Linked DNA regions of Mus musculus: region 1 is linked to region 2. The links are chromatin contacts, called in public HiChIP or PLAC-seq maps. All regions are on one chromosome and are shown on one strand. The core of a region is the stretch at or near the end of the contact, and the rest is flanking DNA. Distances in the headings are between cores, read along the strand shown.

Region 1 (5,573 bases), core at 518-3,017, 110 kb before region 2:
TAACCTGATTAATGCCAGATCATATATTCAGTAACTGTCTAATGCTTATAATGTAACCAAAACCTTCCTTTGCCTAATGACAAAGTAGTTGTGGTAATGTTGCAGCAGAATGCGCCACTCACAAGAGTGTGAAAAAAAAAAAAGTATACTGCCTGATGGATAAAAAGTATTACCTATACAATTACAGGTAGTTCTTAATGCTTGATAATGATAATAAATAATGATGTCACTAGTTTATGGATGTATTATACTGTAGCGCTTCGCCTTGTTGCCTAGAGACAGGGTCTCATATTAAATAGGAAGTTAACAGTGTCAGCCAGGCAGCCTGGCCAGAGCTCTTGAGATCTGTCTGTAGCGCTGGGACGCTGGGGCTCCAGGCACGAGCAGCCATGACTGGCTTTTTATGTGGACGCTGAGGATTGGAACTCAGATCCTTGTGCCGTTTGTACCGCGAGTGCTCTTACCCACCAACCTGTCCAACTCCCAGTGTTGCTAAGAATCCTGACTGCACAAAGAGGCACCAGGCAGTAACTGTTCCGCGTCACCTAAGTTTATCAAAGCACACTTGAGAATGCTTGCACCAAAAAGTGTACCTCTTGGAAATGACCCAAGCGTATATGGAGTGAGCAAAAACATAGGCCATCATGGAGACTGGAGACTTTGGGCCTAAAAGACCATACATCCTTGTATATTCTATTAGAATTATTAGAATAAAGTTAATAGTGGGACACAATCATTCAGAGCAACTTCTGTGTCTTCGTTTCAAATGTTTCCTAGCATCACTTCTCCCCTCTCCACTTGTTTGTTTGGAGACAGGGTTTCTCTGGATAGCCCTGGCTGTCCTGGAACTCACTCTGTAAACCAGGCTGGCCTCGAACTCAGAAATCCGCCTGCCTCTGCCTCCCAAGTGCTGGGATTAAAGGTGTGCGCCATCTCTCCACTTTTAAGAATGTTTGTTTGTTTTTCTTTGCTTGTAACCGTTAAGCCCTGTAAGGGTAAATGGCTGCTCCTTTCTTTACGGTGTACAACCCTAGTACCTAACAGAGCCCACACAGGTAAGATGCCTCGCATTGAAATGGGTACTAAACTGTGTACACGGTGAGAATCTCGAGTCTGAACGTCTGAGGTCCACCAAAATTCGAACACTTTTCGGGGCTCATATAATGCCACAAGTGAGAAATTCCGCTCTGGGCTTCATGCGAACAGTCAAAACGCAGGCGAATTAAAACAACTGTATAAAATTGCCTTCGGGCTATGTGTAAGGACTTAAGACCCATCCCCAAGTCACTGCAGGATCTGGGATGGGACACTGCAGAACCTATCTATGCATTTGATCAGTACGTGGGCTTCACCCGGGAGTAAAGTGTAACTCTTAAGGCGCCTGACAACGTGGGCCCTCTGGGAAAATGGGGCGTGGTCCAGAGCCCACGGGCTTTGGCAGCTCGGAACCAGGGACACTAGAGTCGCAAAAAGTGGTGTCTTAACCTTTCCTAGACCCTTACCATTTGATGACATTGTGAACCAACGGCAAAAAGGAGTAATTCTCCTCCTTCGCGCCAGCGGGGGACTGAGGCCGCGGAGCCGCCGGCGGCGGGAGCGCAGCGACCGGCAGAGGCTGAGGCGGTGGTGGCGGCTTGGACTCCGGCAGCAGCTCGGGCGGTGGCTGTAGCGTATCTTCGGCCTGTCTCCCACCCGCCACCCCAGAGGAAGCCATAGCACCAGGAGTCCAGCAGCTGCCGAGGGGCGCTGGGTGCTTGCGTCACAACTGCGCGCCCGGGGAGGCCGGGCGGGAAAAAACTCTGAGTCTGCGCCCTGGGCGTAGGCGGGCGGGCGTTGCTAGGCGACGGGTGTCGGGAAAGCTAAATTGAGTAGTCAGGATTAGGGAATCTACTCCAGTCATCTTTCTAGTTCACATGACAGAGAGAGGTCAAAACACCAACGAGGACCCCCGGGACTGGCAGGAAGAACGGATGACGCTGGTGAGCACCGTGTGAAACTGAGGCTCTGCGGCAGCGAGCATCCAGATGACAAGGACTTACACGTCTTTGTGTCATGCTAGCCTCCAGGAGGGCCCCAGACTGGCGACAGCAAAACAGGCCATACAAACTAGTTCCACACGGCTGCCAAGGGGAAAACTAATCGTTCTTCAAGCATTTGGTATGCATCTAGCAGGTGCCAGACTACATACGTATATAAGACTAAGATCTTGGACCAAATAGGAGAACTTTACGATAGGCTTGTATTTATTCATTTCAAGCAAATGGGCTCCATTAAAAATTTTCTGGACAAGGGTAGCAGTAATTCTGATTCTGACTAACAAAAATCAGGGATTAGGGAAGCTGTCAACTGGGAGAGGACATCTGTCTTTGATGACAGGAACCATGTCAGTAAAGAGAGGCCAGGAGCCCACATCTCAGAAACAAAAAGAAGCAGGAACGTGGAACTTCACAATGGTGTTTTCAGGTTTTTTAGCTACAGGTCTCAGAATTGTTTTCTTCAGAGCTGCAGATAGTTCTCTAAACAGAGGCACTGTCAGGAAAAGAATAATCTCAGTGTTGCTCAAAAGAAGACAGAAACAAAGTGAAACAAGGTGATTTATTTATTTCTTGAAAATGAGTGCACCAGAACTCAAGATAAGATAGCAGAAACACTCAACAAAATGGCCACTTTCTTCCATCTCAGGCTTAGGTGCATTTCATCCCATTAGTGGGAACACAACTTCTCAATATGACTCAATGGGCTAATCACCCAAAGGGAAAGGTGGGTGGGGGGAGTGGAGTTAGGGAATACAGGCCCCTGTGGAACTAAGTGTCTGATTAGAAGAACATTTCTCACTGCAGGAAACTGTAGGATTTCCTTCTAACCCAGGACCTCTCCACCTTAGGGGAAGGGCCATGATTCCTGAGGAAGAAGGGAGAAGAGAATGGTCTAAGATGGAACCAGGTGTGCCAGAAAAGACTTGAAGACACCTCTGGAGACATCTGGGAGAATGCATGGTAAAACGGCAGTGTTAGCAAACAGTAGCTATCACTACTACTGTGGAATGAAAGTGACGAGAAACCATTAAAACCCTCATTTAATCCACCGAGAAACTCTGGAAGGTATATCTTAGTTTTCCATTTTATAGAAAAAGAAACAAAAGTTTACAGGGCTATAATAGCAGCCCCAGGATCACAAAGCCACAGAGCTTCCTTGACACCAAGTCTATGTCTAAAATCTACAGGTATGTGATGCCAGGCTCCTCCCTGATCTGTAACTTTTGATTCAAAATGTTAATGTGAGCTTTTATTCAGAATTCAAAAAGCATCTAGTAGCCATTGATACTATCCTCATAGCAACCAAACATCATCTTTCCCCCCTTAATGTGTTTTATAACTTAATTACAAGTCCCAAATCTATCTTTGGCAGAATGAGGGCATCTCTTTAAAAAGCTCTTGAGATATAAATAGATATGGCTAAACAAAACAAATTGATAACGTAGGAAGCATGAATAAGTATGGTGCATTGACAGTTTGCCCTAAAAATAGTTAATATAATTAGTGACAAAGAATAGAGCTGACTTCACATCACGGCAAACAGCTTTCAGAAAACTGCTCCCTGTTCTGGCTTCCTTAAAGCTGATTATTGCAAATACGTGTGTGTGTGTGTGTACAGCCATTCTGATCTAAGTCAGAAAAGGAGGGTGCTACTGAGGTATAGGCAGAGTCAGAGTCTCCATCCAGTTAAGCTGCCACTATAGTGTCTTGGGCAGGTTTCCATGGCTTCACAGGGTACCCTGTCCCATCAGGCCTGTGGATGAGAGGTCAGGCTCGAGGTAGTCTGCCTGCCTTCAAGCCAGGCTTCACCTCCTGGGAATGATATGACTTTAAACCATTGTGTAACTTTACTCTCTGACTACCTCCATAGCAAAAGAGGAACGCTGAGCAGGTGTTTTTGGTTTGGTTTGGTTTGGTTTTTTTGTTTGTTTGTTTTTTACAATTTTCTATAGTGGGAATGTGCCCCCAAAGTTCGTATTTAAGAAACAACTCCAGGGTCAAGAGGGTGGCCCCTTTATGAGTTGAGTAACATGAATGGATTCATGTTCCTTTAGGAATGAATTCCTATGAAGAGAACAGGTTTGCTATAAAAGCAAGGTCTCCCTCCTCTTGCTCTCAAGTTATACAGCATCTGCTGTCATATTACGACAGAAACATAAGCCCCTTGCCAAACATGGCCCCTTGATCATGACCTTCTCAGATCAGCAACTGTGTATGTAAATAATCTCTGTTCATTATCAATCATCCAGTCTGTGATCTCCTTATAGAATACAAACATACTAAGAAGCCTATAAAATACCTGGGACCATGATATGTGTGAGATAATATAAAAGATATTTTTACTTGGATGTGGAAAACCCAGGCTGACAGCAGATTGAAATGTGCTCTGGGTTCCGCAGTTAAGAACACTGGCTGCTTTTCCAGATGATGTTGGTTTGAGTCCAGCACCCATGTAGGCAGCTCACAACTGTGCGTAACTCTAGTCTGAGAGATATGATGCCCTCTTCTGGCATCCATGGTCACCAGGCATACAAATGATGCAGAGACACAAAGCAGGCAAAACGCCCACACACCATACATAAAATAAATCTCAAGTAAAATATAAAAAGAAAACGGCCAAAGCTCCTAAAACATCATCTTAATTATTATTCACCTAGGATTTCATCTTAAAAAGGAAAAATGGAGCTGGGCGTGGTGGCGCACGCCTTTAATCCCAGCACTCGGAAGGCAGAGGCAGGCGGATTTCTGAGTTCGAGGCCAGCCTGGTCTACAAAGTGAGCTCCAGGACAGCCAGAGCTATAAAGAAAAACCCTGTCTCGAAAAACCAAAAAAAAAAAAAAAAAAAAAAAGGAAAAATGGTCTGCATCTGCCCTCTCCTGGAGAATACAACATGCACCGCGGATGTGAGGCATGGCTCCTTTCAGGGCTTGTTTTGTTTTGTTTTGTTTTTCCAGACAGGGTTTCTCTGTGTAGCCCTAGCTGTCCTGGAACTCACTTTATAGACCAGGCTGTCCTCAAACTCAGAAATCTGCCTGCCTCTGCCTCCCAAGTGCTGGGATTAAAGGCCTGCGCCACCATTGCCCAGCTCCTTTCAGGGTTTTGGTAGTCAAGTCAAAACAAAACCAAGTGAAGTTATTGTTTAACCCAGTATAAAACTATTACCAACAAACAAAAATGTTAAAAACCATTAATGAGGTACTCTGAAGGCCATTTTCTTTTTTCCCTTTCTGTTCCTCTCAGTCACCTCTCTTTACCAGAGACTCCACATCCAGACTTCTCCCAGAAACACTCACGTGGGAGCCTATCAGACTCTATTCCTTTTAGACCCCCCAAAATCTCTCTTTATCCATTGTTATCCTTTTTGCTATTTCTAACTCGTGTCCCTGTAAATCACCAAACAGCCTCTGGTAGGATGCAAGCAAGGCAGACCCTTCCAGGAACCAACTGTGTCTGAAGTGGCCCATCGCTGTTCCCAGACCATATCCTCCTGAGGTTTTGCCAAGACATTTTCATACAAATTATTGGTCATCCAATTAT
Region 2 (5,394 bases), core at 2,438-4,937:
TTTTCTGAAACAGCAAGCTTGTTTGGGTCTTAGGAATTTTGCTGTAATTATGACTCCTCTGGCCCTGCCAGTCGTTCTGGAACACAACTCTCCTGCCTGGCTCTAAACAGAAACAGATGGTTGTTGTCCAGGTCAGGATATATAAGCAGTAAACAAGGCCACCTGCTACCCAACCCTGTAACTTCTACCCTGTCCTGGGTCTCATCCCTGGGGAAGGTTGCTTTCATCACATGTCTGGACCTTAAAGTTGCCATTCTCAGAACTGGAGAGATGGTTAAGAGCATTGCCTGCTCTTCCGGAGGACCAGGGTTCAATTCCCAGCACTTACATGGCAGCTCGAAACTCTCTGTTACTCAGGTTCCAGTGGATCTAACTCTCACACAGATATGCAGGCAAAATACCAGTGTACATAACTTTTTAAAATTTAAAATAAATATCTTTTTCTGTATCCACCTGGCCCCTCAGAGCCAACGATCTTTACCTTCCTGAAAAAGAAGCCTGGAAATGGGGACAGGGCTAGTTAATGAGGACTAGACTGCCTCAAAGACTCAAACATTTTTGAACCCCACACTCACAGTGCTGACGGAGCACAAGGGGCAATACTGGCTAACTAATGCCTGGATGATCAGCTGCCAGGAAACGTATGAGAACCTGCACATTCACCTGGAAGTACTGTGTACCTCAGACCTCAAGACCCAGTGTTGTTGGTCTAGACCATCAAGACCATGACTGCATCAGTTGTGGGGGAGGTATTCTCTAACCAATTAGCCCCTGAATGCTGGGTATTTCACCAATGGTGGCAGCTTTGTGAAAGAGAAAGGATATCTTTCGGGGTACTCCATGGTCAACTTGATTTTCATCATTGACTTGAAATATCTGCCAAAGGCATAACTTCTTACTGACCTGGGCCCTGCTACTACAGCTGAGGTGTATGTCAATATACACACGGACTCTTAAATATGCCTTCCACCCTCCACATACATGAGCCTTATAGAGCAAAAAGTGCCTAACTAACTCAGAAAGAAAAGATATAACCCGTGGCAAAGAAATCCTTGAATTCATGCCGGGAGTGGTATCCAGGCACTCGAAGGTGAAGGCAGAGGCAGGCAGGTTTCTGTGAGTTTGAGGTCTGCCTGGTCTACATAGTGAGTTCCAAGACAGCCGGAGCAATATTGTGAGACCTTGTCTCAAACAAACAAAACCAAGGCAAACATAAGAAGAAATCCTTGAACTCTTAGATGCTGTATGTCACCTAAAGAGGTGGCAGTTGTATGCTTTGGAGGGCATCAAGGGAAGAAACTAAAGAAGACTGAGAAGTGAAGCTTGCACCTTCAAGGGAGCAGTAGAACCTAGAGCTGTGCCTTATGCACTGATTTAGGCCAGTGGCAGAATGGGAGCCTAGCTACTCACATCCTTAACACTCAGTATCAGACTGAAAGTGGAATCTGTCTCCCACATGGATGGTGGGGATTTGAAAATGGCTAATTCCTGAGGCCATAGTCTCAGGTCTTGTCAGTTACACCAGAAGACCCACCTTATCTGGGAAGCTCATAAAGGCCTATTAAGCTGACTTTTGTACATCCTTTGACTCTCCAGCACAGCCCAGGTGGTATACAATGTGAAATGTGTATCCAAAATAACCTGAGTTGGGGACCTAATGTCTCTTCAAGGGTACAGAGTGTTGGAGAAACCCCATTTGAAAACACAGTTGTGGACTTCACTAAGTGTCCCCCGGTTGGGGACCAGTTGTTGCCAGTTGCTTGGGTATCAGGTCTCGCCCTGCTAGTCACATAGGGTTCTCCCCTTGTCCTTTATGGACTCCTGCCTCCCCTTATCAGAGCATACAGGGGTTGGGCAACATTACCCTGAGACAACAAATGCAGGCTCTTGGCTCATCCCTGACTACTCTATACCATCCAAGCAGGGAGTGGTTGCCCACCCGCTTGACCACAGATGAAGATGCTATATGAGCAAAAGAATGGGATGTCCAACCCCTAAAGTCCCTTTGACCATAGTAATGCCCGGTCAACTTATAGAGAACCATATGTGGGTCTATATTGGGAACAAGATAGAGGTTTACTGGTGAGTACGTGTGCAAAGAGTTCTTGTTATGACTAGATATGCCACTAGTACTGGTGTTTCTGCCCCCTTTGGAGCTGTGGTTCATTGACCACTTGGAAGGATGAAGATAAAGCAGTATTCCTCCAGAGGGTAGTGCCATCTCCAACTGTAAACCAGGAACCTATAATCTGGTTAAATATCCTTGTTGGTGACCGTTTCCTGTCACCAACCCACCAATTCCTCAGCTCCAAAACCTACGAATCCCTGAGCACAAACTCTCACCAGTCTTTGAGTTTGGCTTGAAATCTCACTAATCCTCACCGTGGAAATCTTTACCCTGGAAAACTCCTTCCCCATGAAACTCTGTATAAGCCTGTCTCCTCACCAATTCCCTGCTGCTTCTCCCAGGAGAGGCAGCACCCTCTGTTATCTCTCCCAATCTCTTGAGTGACGTTTGATGTGCCATGTGACTTTGTGGCATTCCTTGGCTCCAGACTGCCAGGATAACTTTCCCTTCAGCTGTCACACTTACACACAAGCAACCTCTCCCCTCAGAGCTGTAATACTTCCATTGGAGAAGTCTTTCCGGAGCTGTAACACATTCATTGGCATTGCCCCCTCGGAACTGCAACACTTGTATTAGGGAAAACTTGCCCCTTAGAGCGGTAACACTAACACCCTGGATCCCGGTTGCTTTCAAGAGTCTCCCTCTAAAGCCTCATTGCCTGAGGCCTTTCATTCATCTTATGAAGTGATACAAAGTAACCTTTTTCTCATCTTTGCTACAGCACTAGAAATCCTAGGAAAGAAATTAGTTCCGAGCCAAGCAGGAACCTAAAGTGTGCTGTGCTATCTATCAGAACCCCTTAGCCTTAGATTACCGAGCTTGCTTCAGAGGGAAAGTTTAACCTGAGTTTAACTGTTACAGATAGATGATGGTCATATAAGAAACCAAAGATGGAATGAGAAAAATCACTGCTTCAGTCTAGACCTGGGGAGCCTGGAAATCCGAGGAATTGCTTGGTGTTTAATTTTCAGCTTTAGAATTCAAAACCTTCCTAATGTTACACTTTGACTTGGGAAACTGTCCAGCACTAAGCTGTTAGTTCTCAGGCATTGTGTATGTTCAGAAATGAGCACAACCTCAGATACAGAAGGGTTTCTGGTCGTTAGATAAAAGCCACCATTCCTAGGAACTTATAAAACGAGTTCCCCATCCTTCAAAAGGAGTCATTTTCCCTTGCCTTTGGAAGAAAGTATGGCTCTCTAGTGACATGTTCCGGAAGTGGCAATGGAGCCGTGTCGGAAGTATGTGGCTAGGTTTAAAATAATGTTCAGTCATTCTAAGCAAAACTGGGCCCAGAAATTTTGTGCTTAAGTGTTATTCTTTCCTTTCTTCGTTATTTCCATTTAACATGAGACGAGATTTCCCAAGTGCACTACAATGAAAGGCGAGGGAGGGGACCTGACTTCCGGCGACTAGCGGAACTGTTTCCATGGAGACAGGAGGGGGTGCCTCAGCCAGGTAAGATCTCGCGGCGCTTGGCCGGCGGAAGTGACACAACCTGCCTCCAGGCTTTAGTGGGTCGCCGGGCCCCTCCTCCTAGAGCAGTCGCTTTTTCCCGCGCGAGCTTACCTCTGTTGCTCGGGCCACCAGCGGGGGGAAACATGGCGTCTGCTCTGGAGCAGTTCGTGAACAGTGTCCGACAGCTCTCAGCTCAAGGTGAGGCCTGGGCCGCAGAGCTGGCCCGGTATGCCCTGGCACCGGTGCGGATTTGGGACCGCCCTTCGCTCTCTAGCCTCTCCCCCTGGACCTGCTCAAGCCTTGGTGCTTAGGGTAGGAGCGCACGGCCGAGGGGAGCAGTCCTCGTGCTGTCGTGCGCCGTCGTCCTTGCCGTCGCCTTCCCCTGCCTCGGGCCCCGGAGACTTTCCTTCCCCTCCCCCTCCAGCACCCCCCCTCCGGGCCCCAGCCACGGGGCGCCGCTTGACAGTTTGGGGGCGTGACTTCCGGTAGGGGCATTCCGGAGCACCCATTGGTCCCTTGGCCATCACTGCTTTTTGGTGATTGGTCTAGCGTCCTGTCCGTCCTGCCGGTCTGCCCCCCCGCCCCCACCAGGCCCTTCTAGCGGCTGGAGGGGAGTCTTTTCTAGGCTCCTTGGCTAGAAGGCGTGAGTCTTGGCTGGCCAGCGGCGCACGCTCGGAATCCTCCGCCCCTATTTTGGTCGAACCGAGCTCCAAGGGAGCTTTCAGTAGTCGGACTACATCTCTAGGGCGTACAGTTGTTACTTTATTTCCCCCCCTTAATTTGCATACCGTCTGGTCCATTCATCTCGTCACTTGAACACACCCATAATCTTGAGCCAGAAGAATGTGACCTCTCTTTAATAGAGTTAAGGGAATGGAGTGGAGAAAGCATGTTAGAAATGCTTTTGACATGTGGAAATTCCGTGAGGTTAGGCTCGTTTCTTCATCTGTAGAAAAAGAGAGGTATGAGGTGTGTCCGGGTAGTTGTCCACCTAACTCTTGTAAGGTTTAAATGATGACACCATGCAAAATAAATGGTAATTCTCGTTTTCCTTGTCAGTGATAGACTTAAGCTCACAGGCCAGATAGACACCTGTGAGTGATTTTTTTTTTTCTTTAAATAAGTCATTCATCCATACGATACAGGTAGGACTAGTTAAGTAAGGAGTGAGCATAGGCGTGCACTCCTTTAGTCCCCTAACTCTGGAGGCTGAGTTAGGTGGATCTCTTGAGTTCAAGGCCAGCCAGCATTACACAATGAGAACCTTGTCTCTAAATAAGTTAATTAAGTGGAGCTGGAGAACAGCTCTCAGCATGTACTACTCTTTCAGAGGACCAGAGTTCAGTTCCTGGCATTGTTAGTGGACACCCAACCCCTTGTAACACCAGCTTCAAGGGACCCAAAACCTAACATCCTCTTCTGTCTCTTCACGCACCTTCACTTACATGCACATAACCACATACAGACACAGAAAATTAAAATTAGACAATTACAGCACAGCCGTACAAATGGATTCCTATGCAGCTGTGGGAAGAAAAGTGCATATACTTTTTGCAAACTGAAAAGGAATCTGAGGTCATCATTAAATAGCAGAAAGATGCTTAATAGTGTACACAACACAGTGCCATCTATGTGAATAAATAGACTGCATGGCGCATGGGTGAGTATTCCTATTCATGTGGACTGTCTTTAGATCCTTAAGGTGTTCACTGGTAACACTGGGTTGCTTCTGAGAAAAGAATGAGGCTAGCTGGAGTATAGACTCTGGATGGGAGAGGGTTCTCTTTAGTTTTGTAGATTGTCTGTAA

Evidence for each region. HiChIP or PLAC-seq counts read pairs in DNA pulled down with a chosen protein or histone mark.
Region 1: an H3K4me3 HiChIP or PLAC-seq map of embryonic stem cells shows a contact between it and region 2, with 17 read pairs. The contact joins the promoter of Med9 here to the promoter of Cops3 in region 2. A contact is called at or near these places in 3 of 39 promoter capture datasets (the SN4741 cell line, erythroid cells and macrophages), 11 of 484 Hi-C or Micro-C datasets (B cells, CD4 T cells, CD8 central memory T cells and 7 more), 7 of 115 datasets of contacts at active chromatin or transcription factors (the SCID.adh cell line, effector CD8 T cells, embryonic stem cells and 3 more) and 2 of 9 other capture datasets (adipose tissue and pancreatic islet).

Annotation. Positions count from the first base shown.
Region 1 is chr11:59,944,408-59,949,980 of GRCm38.p6, reverse strand. Med9 (mediator complex subunit 9) reads right to left here and starts at 1,767. Exons shown (of 2, transcript NM_138675.3): 1 at 1,503-1,767. The coding sequence starts at 1,714. It overlaps Med9os (mediator complex subunit 9, opposite strand), which reads left to right and starts at 1,834. Exons shown (of 2, transcript NR_045273.1): 1 at 1,834-2,157; 2 at 2,885-3,089.
Region 2 is chr11:59,838,060-59,843,453 of GRCm38.p6, reverse strand. Cops3 (COP9 signalosome subunit 3) reads left to right here and starts at 3,687. Exons shown (of 12, transcript NM_011991.1): 1 at 3,687-3,784. The coding sequence starts at 3,730.